2 separate regions of the Sus scrofa genome follow, and region 1 is linked to region 2. Evidence: chromatin contacts called from public promoter capture Hi-C data. All regions are on one chromosome and are shown on one strand. Each heading gives the region's core, a stretch centred on a gene start, on an enhancer-like site or on the middle of the called end of the contact. The rest is flanking DNA. Distances are from core to core; before and after follow the strand shown. Region 1 holds the start of CDKN2C (cyclin-dependent kinase 4 inhibitor C). Region 2 holds the start of EPS15 (epidermal growth factor receptor substrate 15).

Region 1 (3,787 bases), core at 877-3,376, 510 kb after region 2:
GCTGCTACGAATGCTTTACAATCCCCACCATCACAAAAACATTCCAAAAATTAAGACCAAACCTGGAACCCAGTTGATATCGAGGATATTATTGGATTTGACGAGTTCGTTCAAAGTACGTCATTTTGGGTAGTTGGATCCACTTAAAGATATAAAATATGGCAACCAACTAGTTTTAAAAACAGTGAAATTTTGTACCCCTGAAGGCTTAAAAGCTATTATTCTAGAAACCCGGGTCACGTAGGCAACATTGTTGACCTGTTTTCCCCACCTCTCTGGATACCAACCTGCAGCGCAGTCCTTCCAAATCCATTTTGTGCATTGACGTTTACATTATTTTGCAACAAACTAGTAAGTTGCTCTAGGTCCCCCCTGGCAGCTGCGGACGCCAACTCGTTCCCCCAAGGCTCGGCCATTCTTTAGGGTCCTGACGATCGGGAAAAGATGAATTAGTTGTTTTTCTTTTTCCCCTTTCCTTTGCTCCTAACCAGGCTGCATGATGGCATCGGAGACTGACAGAAGGACTGGGATGGTTAATCTGGAGTAGAGCTTGGTAGTAAATACTAGTAAGATCTGCCTGCCAAAAGCCCGCCCCTCGATTCACACGTGATTATTCAGCAAAACTGAGCCATTGGAGAGGGGCTCCGCTCCTCGCTTTTTAGCTTAACCCCTATGAAGAAGTCTAGTGATTAACAGAGAGATATGCAGACACACATATATTCCTGGTAAATTACTCTGGACGTAAAATGTAGGCTGAGCTGTCACGTACGTACACTGCTAATCTCTGTGAGGAATGTGTGCGGAGATTTAAGGGACTAGATCAGGGAAGAAAATACTGCGGAAGAAGAGACATTTGGGGGAAGAAAAGGCATTCACCCACCCTTGTTCACGGTGGTGACCTGAGCCACGCGAGCCAGAACCGCAGGGCAGGTCCTCGGGGGGACTCGGTCTCCATCCGTCTCGCCGAAAGAGTAGTCGTGCGTCCTCCGCTGCAGGGAGAGCGCCGCGGTGGCTGGCTGCTGACGTGCTCTGGGGGTTAAAGATGATCGCCAAAAGCAAACCAGAGTAGCAGTTCCGTGGCCCTCAAGTTACAGATCGCAACAGCTCCTCAGTGGCCTTGGCTTCTCGGGAAGAGCCTTTATTTGCGTCCGGGCCGAGCTGCGGGCTAACGCCGCGCGGGAGGGCTCCGGAGCCCGCCCGCCCGGCTACCGCAGCCCCGCCGAGCCTCAGAGGCCGTGGGAGCCAGGCTCGGCGCGCGTCTCCGGAGACGGCCGGGCGCGCGGCGGGTCCCCGGCAAGCCGGTCATGCCGGCCCCACAGGGTCCCGGGGCTTCCAGAAGCGAGGACGGGGGAGAGCGATGCGGGAAGCGTCTACGGGTCCGGGTCCGCTGAGGCAGCGCGCTGCAGCATCGCGGTCGCACACGGCAGCCCACCGGGAACTTCCCGCCTACGACCAAGCCAGTTCAGACTTCCTACTGCAGAAGTTCATTCAGCCGCCGCCGCCTCTTTTCCTTCCTTTCCCGGTTTTCTGAGGTCCTCTGGAGATCGCGAGGGTCCCCGGAGGTCCCAGGCCAAGCTTTGAGTATGGGGTGCTGCCACAATTCCAAGGCACAGCCAGTCCCGCTGCCCTCTCGGGGAAAGCCCAACGGCTTCGGCGCCCGGTGCCACTTCGCCAACCTCTCGCGGTCCCCTGGCCTGTGCCCCCAGCCTGTGGCGCCGAAAGGGCAGAGGCCGCCAGCCAGCTGTGCCCGGAGCGGAGCCGGGTAGCACTGCTTCCTCCAGAGCCGCAGCGCTCCCAGTGACAGTTTCTTTTGTAGCTGGTCCCCCTCAAATCACCGGTCCCGGCTCCCTTCACCCCTACAGACACTTGTGCGTCGTGCCCCTTTCTGGTCTTTTCCTTCCCTCCCTCCCTTGCTTCTTTTTTCGCTCAAACAATTGCTGCTTCTGTTGCTGCTGCAGAGACGGTGCCGGTTTCTTCTCCCTTTTTCCGACTTCATCAGCTTTTTTTGAAAAGAAAAAAATTGAGCGCTTTTTGAGTTGAAAAACCCGCCCCCATTTTAACGGCAGTTTTAAGGAGGCTCTGCAGAGTTGCTGGCCGCGGGAGCGGGAACGCAGGGCGCCGCCCACGCCCCGCCCTCCGCGCTGGCGGCGCTCGAGCTCTCGGCCGGGCTCGCCCCGCCCCTTGCCCGGCGCCCTTTTTCTAGCCTGTTAGCAGCTTGCATTCCTCCCTCCGTCTCCTGCGCTGGCTCCCACCCGCCAGCTCGGAGGCCCGGCCCCAGCTCGAGCGGCTTTCGGCCCGGTGGAGCAGGGTTTGACCTCTTCCCACTGGCGGGCGGAATGGAGTCTGCGGAACCCCGGGCTGCCCGGGGCCGGGAGCGGGGGTGGGGCGGAGGTGGGGTGAAAGAGGCTTGTTAATTAAGGCTGTGGAGAGCAAAGCTCGGTGGGTCTGGCTGCTGGAAGGCGGAAAGCTGGCCCGAAGCGAGTGTTTCCCCGGGCTTGGCGGGGCAGGCCGGCCCGCCTCCGCGCTCCCGCGCTAGGCTCTCGAAGTTCGGGCAGCCAGGCCTACGGCTGCCGCCGCTTCTGGGGCGCGAGCCGTGTCAACTCGGCCTCCTTTTCTCAGTCCAGAGCTGCGGCCTCGCACCTGCCAGATCAACGACCAGGGCCACGATGGACAGAGGTAGCTGCAGGGGTTGAGGGAGAAACCCAAATGACAGCAAAAACAGTGCTCTGAAAAAGGAGAAGTCTTTTATAGCCTTCTTCCTCTTATTTTATTTATTTATTTATTTTTTGCGAAAACTGAAGGCACTGTATAGGTAAGAAATCATGACGAACTCTGAAGCCTTCATGTTACAGGGACTTGAAATATTCCCTTTCTTTGGGGAAAGGGAGAAAAGCAACTAACTTTAAAGCAAAATAAAAAATAAGTCCTGGGAAGGGTTTTCTAACAAGACTATTTCTTTACTGTCACAGTTCTTTAATTTCTTAGATGAGACTTGTTTTGGGGGATGTAAATGTAAAGGAATCGTATCTTCCCTGGTCAGTCATCAGGACACCAGTTCTCTGTACTTTTTACTTCCTCTTGTAGCTATTTAAGATTAATCAACTACTGCTTTCTATATTTTTTGCTCTTAAAAATATCCAGCACTGCTGCATGGTGCACCTAGTGGTCAAAATGAAACTAAGCAAAAAAAAAAAAAAAAGACAGGTGGTCTAACTATTACTGGCCTATAGCAGGCATAATATCCTCAAGCAACATCTATACCCAGCTCCTTGAAGTACACGGGGACTATTAGCAACAAAAAACACACCAACAATATCTGGATAATCATCTAGCAACAGATTGTAGAGGGAGAGTTGAAACTGGGAAGAATCTGGCAGTGTTCTCTTTAACCGAATTGGTGAGAAAAAAAAAAGTAAATAACCAGAGCTCTTTTTTTAGGTAACTAAGCTTGAAATGTGAATGAAAAATGAACTATAGCAAAAGAAATTAACTCCTCTTATTTTTACATGTATTTAGATATTTCAAATAGAAGATTTAGGATTCCATATATACCAGTAAATACCACAGATAATACAATTTACATAAATGGTTCTGGGAAATTACTATGTAATCTTTCAGTACAGCTGGGGTGTGTGATGATATAGTAGAACTGTTAGCTGATAAGAGATAACCGGTAATTTATGAAAGCTGCTTTCTAGCATTTATTATGGTTTCTGAAAAATATGAATGTTGCTTTCTAGCATTTATTATGGTTTCTTGCTAAAAGAAGAGATTATAGTAAGTCTTT
Region 2 (4,138 bases), core at 758-3,257:
GCCTGGAAACTTCCATATGCCACCAGTGTGGCCCTAAAAAGCAAATTAAAAAAAAAAAAAAAAAGAAGAAAAGCCTCTCAACTAACTCTTAAAAACAAGTCAGAGTGTTAGGATCATATCAGAGCAGCTAAGGTGGGGTGTGATTTCCTAGAAGGCTTCTTGAAGTAGATGGCAGGCACATACTCCAAGTCAAGTCTTTTTTTTTTTTTTTTTTTTCCCGCTTTTGCTTTCTAGAGCTGCACTCAGGGCATATGGAAATTCCCAGACTAGGGGTCAAATTGGAGCCACAACTGCCAGCCTATGCCACAGCCACACCAGATGTGAGCCAAGAATGCGACTACCCACAACTTACAGCAATGCTGGATCCTTAACCCACTGAGCGAACCCAGGGATCAAACCTGAAACCTCATGGTTCCTAGTCGATCGTTTCCACTGAGCCACATTGGGAACTCCCAAGCCAAGTCTTTATAGATTAGGATTTCAAGTAACTGGTTGGTTATTTCAAGTGAAGAAGGCAGCATAAGAAAGTGTAGTCTTGGAGTTCCTGTCGTGGCTCAGTGGTTAACGAATCCGACGAGGAACCATGAGGTTGAGGGTTCTATCCCTGGCCTTGCTCAGTGGGTTGAGGATCCGGCGTTGCCGTGAGCTGTGGTGTAGGTTGCAGACGCGTCTGGGATCCCATCTTCCTGTGGCTCTGGCGTAGGCCGTTGGCTATAGCTCCCACTGGACCTCTAGCCTGGGAAACTCCATATGCTGCGGGAGCAGCTCAAGAAATAGCAAAACAAACAAACAAAAAGAAAGTATAGGAGTTTCAGTCATGGCTCAGTGAAAAACGAATCTGACTAGTAACCATGAGGGTGCAAGTTTGACCCCTGACCTCGCTCAGCAGATTGAGCATCCAGTTTTGCCGTGAACTGCGGTGTGGTTCGCTGATGCGGCTCGGATCTGGCATTGCTGCAGCTGTGGCATAGGCCGGCAGCTGCAGCTCCGATTTGGCCCCTAGCCTGGGAACCTCCATATGCAGCAGGTGCAGCCCTAAAAAGAGACAAAGAAAGTGTAGTCTGTGTCATGTTTGACTTGGCAGGAATTAAGGCCTTATAATGAACACCTAACACATTCTATGTATCAGAAACAGTCCTTATCATTGAGGCTCCCAGTCGAGAGAGCAGACAGATGGAAACGGTCATCAGGGTGGTGACTTCATAACGTAGAGAAGAAGTGTTAAAAAGAGGAGTGTGTAGCTCCGACTTGCGGAGGTCGGGAGATGCTTTGCGAAGGACAGGACGTGATCCTTGAGTTGTTTCTGGAGAACGTAAGAGGAGTTTGTCAGGTGGACCCGGGGAGGATTTAGGAATGCGGCAGGCACCTGAGCAGCTCCCAGTGCTCATTTATGGAACAATCTGAGTGTGGGAGGCAGCAAGTGGGTCAGGAAAGCATTCTTTCCCCCTCCCAGGTAGACTCTAGCTCCCGGAGGGAATGACTTTAGAGTCTTCTTTGTTGGTATCACACTGTAATAGCAGGTGGTTAAATGAAAAGTTTTGGAGTCAGACGTGGATTCTACTTCACCAGCTATCGAACCAGCTTACGTGTGACACCTATTTGTGTTTCAGTTTCCTCACTTGTGCAATATATTTATGTCTCAGTCCCTTCATTTATACAATTAAAAAATAAAGCGTCTAACATAGATTCTGACATATATAAAGTGCTGTTATTTCTTATAAAGATCTCATTTAATCCTCACAAGCAATCTGGACTTTGGATATAATTTCCCCCTTTTTTCAGAAGCAGAAGCTTAGAGTTGGCAGGTGACTTGCTTAAAGTTCTCGGGACAATGGAGAGCGGCCTCTGCCTCTATCTTCACAGGCCGCCCACCTTCATTTCTTTACGGGCCGGGTTTTCTCCGGCGGCCCCAAGAGTAGGCTCCGGTCCGGTGGCAACAACTCCGGCGCCAGGATTTGGGGGCCGCCGCGGCCTGCGCCGGGCGGGCGGGGCCAGGCGGGGCGGGGCGGGCGAGAGGAGGGAAGTTGTCGAAGTTCGGGGAGACGCCCGCCTGCCCGGGCCTCGCCTCCGGCCGCTCCCTCCGCCTCCTCCTCCCCCGGAGACCCCGTCCGCTCGTCCTTCCTTCTCCTCCCGTGCATGATGGAAACACCATGGCTGCGGCGGCCCAGCTTTCCCTGACACAGGTAACGCGGCCCGCCCGTCCAGTGGGCTGGTCGGCCGGTGTCCCTGGCCCCCTCCCCCACTGCCCTGTGGTTCACCGACCCGGGCAGTTTCTCTCGGGCCCGGGCGGGCGGGCGGGGCGACCGAGACGGAGCGCGCGCGCGCGTGTCTGTGTGTGTGTGTGCGCGCGTGTGTGTGTGCGAGTGTGACGGGGGGAGGGCGCCATCCCGAGCCGGCAGCTTCGCGGCGGCTGCCCAGACCCCGCCCCGGCCAGTTTGCGCCCCGGCGCCGCCCCAGGCGGCGCCCACTCCCCTCGACCCCTCGGTGCCCCTCGCCCCGCTCGGTCGGTGCCCACCTCTCTCACTCCGGTCCGCCTTCACCCACCCAGGAAGTTTCCTCCTTCCAGGCCACACGCTCCCCAGGTGAGCTCCTGTTGAGCTCGCGCGGATCAGCCTCAGCCCCCCCGGCTCAGCCCCGGTCCCTCACGAGGCTCGCCTTCCCGAGCCGGACACCCAGGACCCCTCCGAGCCAGGCTTTCCTTTCTAAACCGGCCTTTTCCTGCTGGAGTCCGGCGATAGCCCTCTCTTCCCCAGTAGTTTCCTTAAGTCAGCTCTCTTCCAAATAAGTCTCATCCCACCGGAGCGCACGCACCCTTGCCCTGCTGGCCCCGTCCTGGGATTCAGCCTCTTCCCCTCCTGATCAGGTTTCGTGCGGCGTCAGATCCCCAGATTCAGTCTTTCCCTCAGTTGTGCTACCACTCCTACTCTGTGGGGTCAACATCGCTGTCCACGCGGATAACAGGGAGTCATCCTTTAACAGGTGTGATGGTTCCTCCAGTCTCGGTGCTGGGAACGACTTGCTCATCCTGGGGGAATCTTCACCAAAACCTGTTTTCAGGGTCTTTTCCTTGCCTTTCTGCTTCCTTCAGAGCCCAGTCCTCGTGCTTCCCGTAAAACTGCTCAACCTCACTCTCCCTGGGAGCCTCGTGCCCCCCTCTCTGTAAAGAAAGCTTGTTGTAATCTTTCCATGATGTACAGGATGATGAGGGGATGTGCACCTGTCAGTCCCTTTCCACTTTTTTGACCAAACCCACCCCAGCCTTACTTTTCAGCCTGCTTTCTCCCGAGTGAGCTGGTGGCTCTGCACCTCTGTGCTGGGGCCCATGCAAGCCTTCCTGCCTGCCCTGTAGTATTTCCCTGCCACCTTGTAGTCTCCTTGGCCTGGATTTGTCAGGGCTTCTAAGGCAAAACACGGGGATAGGTTATACATTTGGGCTGGAGAGTTTTCCGTGTTGGGAGCAAGAGACGTGGGGGCATTTTGCCAAGCATTCTAAGATAGACTGAGTGAAAAATATTCTCCCCAGGAACCAGGAATCACATTGTAAACACGTGCCTCAGGTAAAATAAAAATTAACTTCAGCTTGCAGGAATTATCAGCTTCATAAGTGAAGTGTGTTTATTTCCCACTCTGGTGTTGCTTATCCTATTTTGACAAGCACATAATGGGGAAGAATACTTGGAATGTGGGGATTTTGTCTTGGTGGCAAATCTCTTTGTAAGGGTATTCCTGAAATTTGAGAAATGGCAACATTGACTTTTGAGTGTTCACTTTTTTGGAGTGGGCGCTCACTTTTTAATAGTCTAGTTAGTGATACCCATTAAACAAGATCCTTTAGGCAGGCTGTTGCTGTCTGGCTCTGTTAGCCATTTCCAGCAGGAGTTTTCCTTTCCTGAAGATTTTGTTCTCCTGAGGACTTGTATAGATTTGCTTCCTAGTTTTGTGCTTACTTTATTCTCTTCCTGTAAGACTGTGTTTTTAGTTTCTATTTACTCTCATTCATCTCTGGATATTTTCTTCAGGCTCTGTCAGTTTTATAGACAGTTAAATAATTTAAGTATGTTCTTGCAGTTATATATTTAAATATTAACCTGTACACAGAGTAAATACTGAATCAGGAATATAATCCTTCAGTGTTTCA

The links. Promoter capture Hi-C pulls out the DNA fragments that hold promoters and counts their contacts.
Region 1: a promoter capture Hi-C map of liver shows a contact between it and region 2, with 5 times the contacts expected there. The contact joins the promoter of CDKN2C here to the promoter of EPS15 in region 2. A contact is called at or near these places in 2 of 5 promoter capture datasets (fetal liver and liver), 1 of 47 Hi-C or Micro-C datasets (heart right ventricle) and 1 of 2 datasets of contacts at active chromatin or transcription factors (skeletal muscle).

The regions. Positions count from the first base shown.
Region 1 is chr6:161,164,555-161,168,341 of Sscrofa11.1, forward strand. CDKN2C (cyclin-dependent kinase 4 inhibitor C) reads right to left here and starts at 2,127. Exons shown (of 3, transcript XM_003127980.4): 1 at 881-2,127; 2 at 288-427. The coding sequence starts at 416.
Region 2 is chr6:160,651,888-160,656,025 of Sscrofa11.1, forward strand. EPS15 (epidermal growth factor receptor substrate 15) reads left to right here and starts at 2,008. Exons shown (of 24, transcript XM_021096667.1): 1 at 2,008-2,183. The coding sequence starts at 2,151.